Regions from separate parts of the Sus scrofa genome. Here regions 1 and 2 are each linked to region 3. A link is a contact called in public Hi-C and HiChIP or PLAC-seq data. All regions are on one chromosome and are shown on one strand. The core of a region is the stretch at or near the end of the contact, and the rest is flanking DNA. Distances in the headings are between cores, read along the strand shown. Region 1 has its middle 19 kb from the start of TMEM92. Region 2 holds the start of SGCA (sarcoglycan alpha). Region 3 holds the start of COL1A1 (collagen alpha-1(I) chain).

Evidence for each region. Hi-C and Micro-C count contacts between places; a contact is called where the count stands out from the background. HiChIP or PLAC-seq counts read pairs in DNA pulled down with a chosen protein or histone mark.
Region 1: a contact with region 3 is called in an H3K27ac HiChIP or PLAC-seq map of skeletal muscle. The contact joins the enhancer-like site here to the promoter of COL1A1 in region 3. A contact is called at or near these places in 7 of 47 Hi-C or Micro-C datasets (adipocytes, embryonic fibroblasts, fetal skeletal muscle and 4 more) and 1 of 2 datasets of contacts at active chromatin or transcription factors (skeletal muscle).
Region 2: a Hi-C map of alveolar macrophages shows a contact between it and region 3, with 1.7 times the contacts expected there. The contact joins the promoter of SGCA here to the promoter of COL1A1 in region 3. A contact is called at or near these places in 6 of 47 Hi-C or Micro-C datasets (alveolar macrophages, embryonic fibroblasts, epiblast stem cells and 3 more) and 1 of 2 datasets of contacts at active chromatin or transcription factors (skeletal muscle).

What each region holds. Positions count from the first base shown.
Region 1 is chr12:26,445,372-26,449,638 of Sscrofa11.1, reverse strand. No RefSeq gene overlaps it. Among named protein-coding and RNA genes, the nearest start is that of TMEM92, 19 kb to the left of the region's middle. Within about 2 kb of position 1,393, at least 36 of the 83 cell types and tissues checked have an H3K27ac peak or open chromatin away from gene starts, as enhancers often do. A contact at or near this core is called in embryonic fibroblasts, fetal skeletal muscle, omental adipose tissue and 3 more, where this site is marked.
Region 2 is chr12:26,354,252-26,358,209 of Sscrofa11.1, reverse strand. It overlaps SGCA (sarcoglycan alpha), which reads right to left and starts at 1,416. Exons shown (of 10, transcript NM_001144122.1): 1 at 1,365-1,416; 2 at 177-296; 3 at 1-70. The coding sequence starts at 1,401.
Region 3 is chr12:26,395,209-26,399,127 of Sscrofa11.1, reverse strand. COL1A1 (collagen alpha-1(I) chain) reads left to right here and starts at 1,948. Exons shown (of 51, transcript XM_021067153.1): 1 at 1,948-2,353. The coding sequence starts at 2,242.

The sequences.
Region 1 (4,267 bases), core at 144-2,643, 51 kb before region 3:
GTGCCTTCTGCTTGCAGCACCCTTCCTCCAGACTCCTCCTCGTGTCACTGCCTCTGGGAAGTCTCCCCTGATTGCTCTTCTCACCGAGCAGAGGTCAGAAGTCCCCTTCCAGCAGCCTGCCGGAGCCTTAATCTCCCCCATCACAGAACTTGATGCATTGAATAGCGCGTCCCTCTTTCCTTCTGGAAGCTCCTCTAGAGTAGAGACGGTAACTGCTCACAATGAGGCCTGGCACCAGGCACCACTGCTGCCCAGGAACCGTTTGTTGATGGAAAATTCATTCGGGGGAGACTTAATGGGATGACAAGGAAGACAGAGGGCGTCTCCCCTCCCCCTCCCCGGGCTGGGCCTCCGAGGCAGTGGGGTGGGAGAAGTTACAGGACTTGTGAGTGGAGCAGGAGGCCTTGGTTAAGGTTGTTGGGGTGCTGGCCCTGGGGTCAGGGTTGAGGCTGCCCACCACCTGTGCACGCGCCTTGGGGAAATTGCTTCCCCGAGAGATCCCCAGAATTAGCAGGCACCTCCAGCTCTGGGTTCGGGGGTGGGCAAGCCTGTCTGTCGGTGCCAACCAGCATCTTTGGTAGCAGCCTGGGGGCCACAGACCACAAATTAGATATGAACAGCCTCTCACCCTCATTCATGGCCAGGTCCAGGGGGCGATGCTGCTGCTTGGGCTCTGCCGACAGCCTCAAGTAGAGATCTTTGAGAATGTGTTTTCTGCCTTAAAAATTCAGAGCATCACTTCCTACCCTAGCCTATGTTCTTGTATGTTTTCATATTAAAATAATGCTTTAAATCACTTAGCATGGAGGGGGTGGAGAACATTCTGGAAGGTGAGGGACATGCTCAAGCCTGATCTGTCCTTGCCCTCTTTCTGGGTTTGGAAAGACTGCAGGACCAGGAGCCACCAGCCCAGGTCCCAGGCCCTGCTCTGCACCCACTGAGACTAGCTGTGTCATCCATGGAATGGGTGCTGAGCTGGTGCTGCCTCTGCTTAAGACAGTGGCCAGTGGGCGTGAAGACCGAATGATTCATTCACACATGGAACGTGAAGTGCCAGGCTGGCCAGGCGGGGGCCCGGGGCCTCTCCAGGCCCCTTTAGGGTCTGCAGGGGGGTGTCTGCTGACACCCCTAGCCTGCCCCCGCTCCCAGTCCCCCATTCAGCTCGCCTGGAGCAGGCTGGGGGCTGGGGGTCCAGGCAGTGGCCACCCCCTCCCAGGCTGGAGGAAAGGGTGAGCTCAGCCTCTGGCCCAGGGAGAGCGAGCGAGCGCGAGCGAGCGAGCGAGCGAGCGAGCGAGCGGGTAGGAGAATAATTAAAATGCCAGAGGTTAGGAGGTGAAGTTACAATGGAAAGAATGAAGGCCCAGCGCTGTCGGCCGCGGCTGCTTCTCCCACCCCGTGCTCTCTGCCAAGCCCACATTTGATTTTTATTTCGGGAGCCGCCAGCGCAGCACTTGGGAGGGAGCGGAGAAACCTCACTCCCGCTCGCCCTGCCACGTCTGGATCTGGGGCCCCACTTGGGGGAGGGGGCTCCTGGGACCCAGTGGAGGAGGGCTTGACCCCAGGACCAGGCTGGCCTCGGGGACTGGGCACAAGGGAAGGGTGGCCTTCAGAGCAGGGGTGGGAGACAAAGCAAAGGATGGTGACCCCAAAAGAATGAAGGCTCTTTCTTCCCGTTCTCAATGGCTTCAGCTCCTTGGCTTCACTCATTTGAAGCGGAGGGAGAGAAAGATCATCCAGCCTCAGGCCACCCCCCTCGCTCCCCCTTTTGCCCCCTACCCTGACTCAGGGGACGTTCAATGTCCACTGGTGTGTGCATACATCAAAGGGCTCAAAGCTTGATCTTTTTCCTCATGACTTGCTGTGTGACCCTGAGAAAGTCGCTCTCCCTCTCTGGACGTGGATCTCCTCTGTAAAAAGGGAGAGTGGGTGAGATCAGCCCTTTCAAACCGGGCCTGGCCCCGCCTTCCCCAGGCTGCCCTCTCCTGCACATCTCTCATCTGCCCCTTCCAAGGGACTGGGGAGGTGGGGGGGGGGCAGCTGCCGGCCCACCCCCTGAAGAGCATGGAGCCCCCTCTTCCTGCAGACAGGAGCAGCCGCCGGGGCCAACTCACATTTTCCTGCTCTCGGCTTTCTCTACTGCCCATAATACACTCCAGATGGTTTCTCCATCTGAAAGCCGAGGCAGCAGATTCCAGAGGGAAAGTGGTTGGGCTCCTCTCTGGGCTCCTCTTTCCATCGGGCTGGAGCGAGGAGGGGGCTGAGGCCAGGGACTGGGGCGGCTGGAAAAATGGAGTGGGGGTGGTGCTGGCTCTGCAGGAGGAGGATGGATGTCGGGAGGGCGCCCCAGGCATCTCCTGGCCAAATAAGGGGCTGGGGACAGTAGGAGACACCAGGAGATGCGCTGAGATGGGGGCATGGCCCAAAGCACTGGTGGGGAGGGGGTAGGGATTCCAGCAAAACCCTTTTCCTTGATGGGGTGGCCCACCCGGGGAAGGGAGGCTTTCCAGCATTCCCAGGGCAGGGAAAAGAGCAGCATCCAATGAGCTTGGGTTCAAATCCTGCCTCTGAAACCCTTGACTTCGTGGAGCCTCAGGCTCCTCACCTGTAAGATGGAGGTAGCTAACGCTGACCTTAAGGGGTCGTGAAGGTGACATGGATAGGATACAGAAAGGCTTCCCCCATCCTCAGGGGTTCAGGAAATGCTCAGCAGTTGCCTGGGGAACGCTCTGAGGGAGCAGCAGTGTCCTCTCCCTTAGGACAAAGCTCTGTGGTCCCCTCTAGAAGTCCCAGGGGACTTTAAATCACCCTTTGGGGAGTTCCGGTTGTGGCGCAGCGGAATTGAATCCAACGAGTATCCATGAGGACGCAGGTTCGATCCCTGGCCTCGCTCAGTGGGTTAAGGATCCGGTGTTGCCGTGAGCTGTGGTGTAGGTTGCAGATGCAGCTTGGGTCTGGCGTTGCTGTGGCTGTGGTGTAGGCCTGGAGCTAGAGTTCCAATTGGACCCCTAGCCTGGGAACCTCCATATGCTGCGGGCGTGCCCCTAAAAAGAAAAAAAAAAATCATACTCAGGACACTGTTCTCAGGACAACCTTGGGAGAGAGGGTGCTATGGGCCTAAGGCTGAGCCCAAGCCCAGGGCTTGCCTCCTCCCAGGGCCCAGCCCCCTCCACCTCAGACTCAGGACTTAGCCCTTAGCCACGTAGAAGCAGAGCGGGCTGAGAAGGGGGGCCGTTCATCCCCAGCCAGGCCCCGCCTGCCCCTCTACGTCCCTGCCAGGACAGCCTCCCAGCCAGGCTCGCCCTCTCCGCCTCAGCTGTACCAAGGGGAGTGCTTCGATTTTTCCACCAGAAGAGCCAAGAGCAAAATGAGAAAGCCAGCCTGGGGCTGCCAGTCCCCCTGCCTGCCCCCCGTGGTGAATGGAGGGGTGAGGGGAGAGTGAGCCCTCAGCCCCTTCCCTAAGTCCATTGCTACCCTCCACCCAGGGCACGCACGGGCTCCAGGACCCCGGGGGGCACCAGGCTTAGCTGGGAAGGGAGGACCCTCGCTTCCCCTCGCCTACCGTGAAACAGAAGGTCTGTGGCTCCCCACCCCCAGTCCTGGAAAAGAATTGAGGAGAGAAGCCACATCGCCGCCCCCCCACCCCGCCCCAACAAGCTGAGGCTCTGGGCTGGGGACAGTAGGACGGAGGTGTATTGTCCCTTCCGAGTCCCTGCTGCCAGGTGCTCCCGGCTAGACTAAAACATGGGACCTCTGGGCCCCTCTCGCTTAATAAGCCCCCTCTCCCTACCCAGCCCCCTCCCTCTCATTGAGCTCCCTCCCTGAGCCTCCTCCCCACGAAACTCCCCCACTTGTTGCGTCGCTGTCCCCCATGCATCCCCCTCCCTTCTCCAGGCTTCTCTCCACCACGGCTGTCCCTCTGTAGTGACCTCATCTCTAGCTACTTCAGGAAACCACAGCCCCACAGACATGCAGGCAGGCAGCGTCCCGTGCACCTGGCAGGCCCGAACAAGGTGGTGGCCCCTCCCGTCCAAAGTCTCTGCTCCCCAGCCTAAGAGCCCCCTTCCTGCCCCCATCCCTCCTCCTCCCCCTTGGCACCCTGTTCTCCTGGGGCTGCCTGCCTCTCCCCCTTGGTGGACCTCCTGCTCATCCACCCACAAGTGCACCCTAGTGTCTCTTGCCAGCCTCCACACCTGAGCCCTGGGTCACCTTGACACTTTCCTGCTCCTCCCAGCTGTACTTCTTGGGCCAGGGATCATCCAGCCCACAC
Region 2 (3,958 bases), core at 167-2,666, 40 kb after region 3:
TGGGTGTAGCGGAGCCACCGGGGCAGGTCTGGGTGTCCCTGGAGGTGGGCGTGGTAGGTGACAGGGACAGCTGGTGGAAGGGAGGAGAGGGGCTTGGAGACACGACAGGAAGCTTTCGGAAGCCTTCACCTGCACCCCCCACCAGCCCACCCAGTGCGCCCCCAGGCCCCTCTTACCAACGTGCTCAGGAAGCTGCAGGAAAGCATCATGGTCCAGGGTGTATACAAACACGCGGCCCACGAGTGGGTGCAGGGTGGTCTGCTGGATCTCGGTGCCCCCCAGCCCTGCCAGGAGACCTGTGGGGACCCACACCCCCAAACACACAGACCAGCCTCAGTCCTGGCCAAGGAATAAGCTTCCCCTTTTCACCCAGTCCCTGGTGGCCCTAAGGGACCAGAGAGACGTGTGCGAGGAGGGGGACAGCTTTGCTGGCTCCCAGGAAGGATGGGGTGGGGCCCTGGCCGAGCCACACACTTTAACCAGCGAAGAAACCCAGGCTTTAGTTTGGTTTGGATTCATGGAAGCCCCCTCACTCTTCATGTTAGGCTCCCATTGGGAGTCACAGTGGCTGGCTGGGAGGGGTGTGTGTGTGCGTGTGCATGTGTGTGTGTGTGTCTACACATGCGTGCATGTTAAGAGCACTTGGAGGAGTTCCTGGCTCAGTGGAAACGAATTTGACTAGTATCCATGAAGATGCCGCTTTGATCCCCGGCCTCGCTCAGTGGGTTAAGGATCCGGCGTTGCCATGAGCTGTGGTGTAAGCGGCAGCTGTAGCTCCGATTCGACCCCTAGCCTGGGAACCTCCATATGCTGTGGGTGCAGCCCTAAAAAAAATAATTTAAAAAAAAAAATTAGGAAAAAAAAGCACTTGGAAAAGAATGCCAAGCTGACTGTCTGGGCGCCTGGAGGGGTGGGAGGAAGAGAGGGAAGAACCCCTTGGAGGAGGCAGGTGGCCATTCTGGGGTTCCCACCCCCCTCCTTTAATAGCCGGGGGGAACAGGGCCTCCACTGGAGGCCACTAAGAGCTGAGCGAAGAGGATCCCGAGCCCCAGGGAGAGGACCTGCCCCAGCGGCCCCCGCACCCTCCCAGAGCCAGATTTAGCCTGGACTCAGAAAGAAGCCAGCCCAGCCAGCGCATTAAAGGGCCCACGACACTCTGGACCTGTGTGGTTAGGCCCGGCCTGGCCCAGGACACCCCACCCCTCCCAGGTCCCAGCTCCCCGTTCCCTGGAGCCCCCACCAGCTGTGGCATTCACACCCCAGAGTCCTTCTGCTCCTGCCTTGCCCTGACCCCCAAGCCCTCCCCTGAGGAACCTCTCACCCCCTCAACCTGGGCCTCTCCCCTGAAGAAGCCCCCAACTTGCCCACGAGGAGAGAAATCCAGATCAGCGTTGCTGCCATGGCCGCCCCAGGCTGGCCCTGCCCTGTGAGTGACAGAGACAGGAGCAGGGAGGAGGGCGGAGGGAGGAACGGGAAAGTGGCCCAGAGCAGCTGGGCCCGGCTTCAGCCCGTGGGGCCCTCCCCACCCCTTCCCAGAGTAGGCACTAAATCTAAGGCAGACACCTCCTCACATGACAAGGAGCTCCCGTCGTGGCTCAGTGGTTAACGAATCCGACTAGGAACCATGAGGTTGCGGATTCGATCCCTGGCCTCGCTCAGTGGGTTGAGGACCCGCCGTTGCCGTGAGCTGTGGTGTGGGTCACAGACGCGGCTTGGATTTGGAGTTGCTGTGGCTGTGGTGTAGGCCGGCAGCTACAGCTCCAATTCGACCTCTAGCCTGGAACCTCCATATGCCGAGGGAGCGGCCCTAGAAGAGGCAAAAAGACAAAACAAAAAACAAACAAACAAAAAAAGACAAGGTCCCTCCAATCCTCCCCTCCTCGGGGCCAGAGTATATTTTCTAAACCTCCAACCTGATGGCCTTGATCCCCCCCTTAGAACCCTAAGGGCTCCCACTGCTCTGAGTTTCCCAGCTGCTGGTGGCTTTCAGGCCCTGTCTGTTCTTGGCCATCCTATCTAGAATCCCCTTCCCTTCTTTCTTTCTTTCTTTTTTTTTTTTTTTTTTTTGTCTTTTTGCCTTTTCTAGGGCCGCTTCCCGCAGCATATGGAGGTTCCCAGGCTAGGGGTCGAATTGGAGCTGTAGCCACTGGCCTACACCACAGCTCACAGCAACACCGGATCCTTCACCCACTGAGCAAGGCCAGGGGTCAAACCCGCAACCTCATGGTTCCTAGTCGGATTCATTAACCACTGAGCCATGACGGGAACTCCCCCTTCCCTTCTTTCTAACCCCGCCCCCAACACACACACACACACACACACACACACACACACACACACACACACTACCCCAGGCTTCTGCCCAGCTCACTCTGGCACCCCACAACCTGATAAGCTCCCCTGAGTCCACATGCCTTTGCATATGCTATTCCCTCTGCCCCAAATTCCCTTCCTGCCCTCATCCAACCAGCAAACTTCTGCTCACCTCTCAAGACTCAGCAGGGGCATCCTCTCTTTTTCTGTGCTCCCTCCTTCCCTAGGCCAAGCTGGGGCTCCCTCAGCCCCATGCACAGCCCAACCACACAGAGTTGCAGACAGATTGGGATCTTATAATCTTTGCATCCCTGGGGCTGGCCCAGGGCCCAGCAACTGGTAGGTGTAGAGGGTGAAGTGACAGCTTCATGAATAGTACATGAGGGTGCCTGTTCACCCAGCCCTGTCCTCAGATAAGGTCCCCCCCCACTCCCCAGCATACGCCCCAGGTCTAGGAAGAGAGAAAGCCCTGGAGGGGACAAGCCAGATAGAGAGACGGGGTATAAAGAAGGTGGCATGGGCTTGGAGGTCTTTCGGGCCCAGACCTGAATCCCACCTTGACCACTCGCTGGAGAATGTGGCCTTGAAAAAGTTTTGGGTTTTTTTTTTGTCTTTTTTTAGGGCTGCACCCTCAGCATATGGAGGTTCCCAGGCTAGGGGCTGAATCAGAGCTGTAGCCACCAGACTACACCACAGCCACAGCAACGTGGGATCCGAGTCTCATTGGTGACCTATATCACAGCTCACGGCAACACCAGATCCTTAATCCACTGAGCGAGGCCAGGGATCGAACCCATAACCTTATGGTTCCAAGTCGGATTCGTTTCCACTGCGCCATGACGGGAACTCTCAGGCTCTATTCTCAAAACTGCAAAGTGACAAGACCAGCGCTCGCCTCCTGCCATCCTTGTGAGGAAGCTGCACAGTCCAGAATTCAGCACGTATTTACAGAGCACCTACTGTGCACTGGGCAGTGAGAGGGGAGAGATGAGCAGCCCCTGCTCCAGTGGAGCTCACGTGCCTGGAGGTAATGACAGCGACCCCCTGCCTGATACTGTGCTAAAGGTCTTACATATATTTACATCTGGGAGTTTCTGTTGCAGAACAGCGGAAACGAATCCAACTAGGAACCATTAGGTTGCGGGTTCGATCCCTGACCTTGCTCAGTGGGTTGAGGATCCGGCATTGCCATGAGCTATGGTGTAGGTTACAAACGCAGCTCGGATCTGGTGTTGCTGTGGCTGTGGCATAGGCCTGCAGCTGTAGCTCCGATTCAACCCCTAGCCTGGGAACCTCCATAAGCTGTGGGTGCGGACCTAAAAATACAAAAAAAAAAAAAAAAAAAAGCATGTATTTATATCCAGTAATTCATCCCATCCTCATAGCCGTTCCTCAAAGCAGGTATTATCTTTGTCCCCATTATACAGATGAGGAAAGTGAGGCACAAAGGGTGTATAACTTCCCCGAGCCCTTACTGCAGACAGCTGAATGTGTGTAAAGCACCAATCCAGGATGCCTCAAATGTCCCCACAAGTGGGGTACCACTTCCTCTCCCTTCCCGCATCTGATCTCAGCCCAGGCGTGAAGGAAGCGGGGAGTCCCTCTTTCCCTGGGCTTCCCGTTCAGAGCAGGCAGAGGGGCACTC
Region 3 (3,919 bases), core at 699-3,198:
CTGATTCTCACCTCTGAGTCCTAATCACGCCTTTAAGGTGACGGAAGGACAGCCTGCAAAGGGAGCATGTGGGAAGGGGGCTGTAGGCAGGAGTCCTGGCTGCAATAACTCAGCAAGCGGGGAGGTGGGCAGGTCACACCACCCCTCACCCAAGCAGGTGACTCTCCGCCCCAGACTGCCACTCTAAAGGGGTGCCCACCACCCTGAGGGTCAGGTCCCTGGTCTCCTGTAGGGGGGGGAGAGGGGGTGCTCCTTGCCCCTGACCCTCGCTGGAGGGTGCAGGAACTGCCATCTCAGCACCTCAGCCCCCAGTACTGTCCTGCAGTAGCTGGCACTAGGCGGGGGCAGATCTTGAGCCACAAGTTGCTGCCACATGGTGGGGATAATTGACGAAGGCCCGTCCCTCCATTGCTGTCTCCAGCCCTGCCTCTCTGGAAACTCTATATTTTCTCTTTAATTATAGCCCCTGCAGTCTCCCTCTGCGGCCCCACCCGCCCCGCTCATCCCGGCTGCCCACGGCCAGCCGGCCAGCCGACGTGGCTCCCTCCCCTTCTGTTCTCTTGGTCTTTTTTTCCCTTTGCCTTCGTTGCACAAAACCAGCTGGGGGAGGGCGTGGAGAGGGGCGGGGGGAGGCAATGGAATCTTGGATGGTTTGGGGGAGGCGGGACTCCCCGCTTCCACGTTGCAGCTCTGGAGTGATGGGGGTGGGGAGCTGCGCAAGAAGGATTGGAGTTGACATTGCAAAGGGACCCTCTTTGCCTTTTCTTGGGCCCTCAGCTTTCGGCAGGACCAGGGGCCTGGATAGACGGAGGCTAGGGTAGAGCCCTCTTGGGAGGCTGGGACCTGGAGAAGGGCTGACACCAGCTTCTAGGGGCCTCTCCTCCAAATATAGCCTGGTGGGGTCTCCACCACCTTTCGGGGTGCACATGATTCTCTCCTGGCTCCAGGGCCAAAGAGCAAGGCCTGGGGTTTCCAGAAAAGAAGGGAAGCAGTGGGAAACATCCTTTAAAAGAAGGACACTCACCTGCAATTCCATTTTGAACTCCCCAAGGCAAGTCTCCCCCAGAAACACCCAAAATTCCCCAATCCTGAGTCGGGGTACAGACAGAGACAGAGCTTTATGCAGCCCCCAGGACCCCCCTCTCTCTGGTCCAGGGCTCTCCAGCAGACTCCTCCCCACTTAACCATGGCCATAGCCATGACAGACCCCAACACAAGACTCTTTTCTAAGTGGCCAGTGACCTCAAGCCCTTGCCACCTGGGGTGGGAGAACCCTCGCAATGCCCCGCCCCCACCCCGCAGTGCCTTCACTCAACACCAAAGCTTTCATCTGGAGAGCCCACGTAGTCAAATGTCTCACCCAGGGCCTCAGCCTCCCCACCCCATCTCTCTCAATCAGGCTGGGGCTTCGGGGGGGAGAGCATCTGAGTCCACCTTGGAGACGTGGCAGAAGAACTGACAGCCTCAAAATAAAAATCCTCTCATCCGCACCCACCCCCAAATATCTGATTCTTAATGTCTATCAATGAGTCTCTAACTCGTTCCTCAAATAACCCTAAGTTCTCTACCCCCGCCACACCAGAAGACACCCCCCAGAACGCACATCTTTTAAATTCTCTGGTTCTCCTGCTTTAGAGGGGTCCATAGCTGGCCTCCTCGGGCCGATCGCCTGGCTGTTGCCAAGGATATCGGGCGGGTAAAGGAGGACCCTCTCCCAATCACCCCCAATTCTTCCATCTTTGGAAGGCTCCCTACCCAGCTCCCCAACTCCAGTTCCCCCCAGATTGCGCATCCCCGGAAGAAAGCTGAAGAGGCGCCCCTTCCCACTCTTTAGCCCACAGTATATTGAGGACCGAGCCGCACCCCAGCGGCAGCATCTCTGGCCCAGGCTGCGCTGGGGGGCTGGGGAGGCAGAGCTGTGGAAGGGGGGTGGCGTGCGGTGGACTCCTTTCCCTTCCCTTCCCTCCTCCTCCCCCTCTCCCTTCCGACTCCCAAATTGGGGGCCGGGCCAGGCAACTCTGATTGGCTGGGGGACGGGCAGCCGGCTCCCCCTCTCCCAGGGGCAGGGTTCCTCCCCGCTCACCCTCGGGATGGTATAAAAGGGGCCCGGGCCAGTGGTCGGAGCAGACGGGAGTTTCTCCTCGGGGTCGGAGCAGGAGGCACGCGGAGTGTGAGGCCACGCATGAGCGGACGCTAACCCCCACCCCAGCCGCAAAGAGTCTACATGTCTAGGGTCTAGACATGTTCAGCTTTGTGGACCTCCGGCTCCTGCTCCTCTTAGCGGCCACCGCCCTCCTGACGCACGGCCAAGAGGAGGGCCAAGAAGAAGGCCAACAAGGCCAAGAAGAAGACAGTAAGTCTCAAACTTTTGGGGTCCAAGGCTACTTGGTATCTTGTCCCGCGTTGGGTTCTGGGGGGGTCCACGACGTAAGCTGAGACTCGGGATGCTCCAGAGGCTCAAGGATGAAAGGGAGATGGTGAGGGCTCTTCCTCGGCGCCCTGGGGGGTAGAAAGGAGCGCACTCTGGGCGGGGGTGTAGATGACCTCCCCCCCAGCAGTGGGAGGAGGAGATGCAGCACGGCGCGAGTTGGCTCAGGAGGAGTCCCGAGCGCACACTGTGAAGTACAGCGGGGAAAATTGGTTCTGGGCGCCGGGTACGCGTAAAGTACGTCGAGGATGGGGTGGGGGCGCCGAGTCGGGAATTTGGAGCCCAAGATGTAAAAGTGGTCGGGAAGGCTAGGGGATGATTCATAAGAAAAGATTGTTTGCCCTCTCTGCAGGCTAGACAGTGTTCCTGGGGCCACAGAAGTGCTGGGCTGAGGGGGGAGGGGGCGCTGAGAGTGGGCGGGTTGCAGGCTGAGAAACTTTGGCGCCGGCTTTGAGGGGCAGGGTCCTTGCGCCCTCTGCTGAGCTATACTGGCACTGAGCCTCCCTGGCCAGCGCTTCTCCGCGCAGGAGTCGAAGCGGGAAAATGGGGTTGTTGCCTGGTGTGGACCCCACCTCTAGACTTTGAAAATAAAGTTGGGGACGGGGTAGCTCCAGTCTCTAAAAGAAGTGGCCGGTCGGGGGAAATTGCTTAGGGTGGCCCGCCACCTAGTGGCCGCCTGGGTGGACGCTCCGCGGTGGGCGTGATTAACATCATTTACGGACTTTTTGGATCTTTGGTTAACTAACTTCTTTGGCGGACTTTTGGGTTCTTTGGCTAAGGAGTGACCCCGGGCACTGGCTGGCTTTGGGAAACGGGATTTGTCCTTGGGAGAGGCTGTTAGAGATGTCTGGGAAGTGGAGGTTAGGGCGTATCCTGCTCTTTTTAAGTCTCTGGTACATTTTAAGTCTCTGGGCGGGATCCCACGCCCGTTAGCTCCTCCCCATCCTCCTAGCCCCGCCCACACTATCCCACCTGCCCCGGGAATGAGACGGAATCCTGCCTGGACCTCCCATCTCTCCTCCCAGCCCCTCCTCCGGTCTCCACCCAAACCACTCCCCGCAAGCCTGCCCTCCGGACCAGGCGCCTCCGGTTCTCTCTCTTTCCCACTCCCCCACTCCCCGCTCCCCCACCCGATGGCTTTTTATTTCACTTGGCTTCCGCGCCAATGCGCTGAGGTTGGAGTTGGAAGCAACTCCAGCCTAAAGCTTTGTTTAAATTCCTGAGAACTGGAAAGAGTTATAGCCGACCTGGCCCGGCGCCTCAGCCCTGTCACTGGTGCTGATGAGAAGCAGATGAGCTTTTAAGGATTTGGGGAAAGGAAAAACAAAAGGACCGGGGGGGGGGGGGAAGGAAGAAAAAAAGAAAAAATAAATAAAGAAGGGAAGAGAGAGAGGCCAGAAATAGAAAATCTAAATGTGCCTCTCGGACCGAGGGGAAGCGATGGTGGGATTGAGGGACCTGGAGCCCCAAGGTGGGGGACTCGCAGCGCAG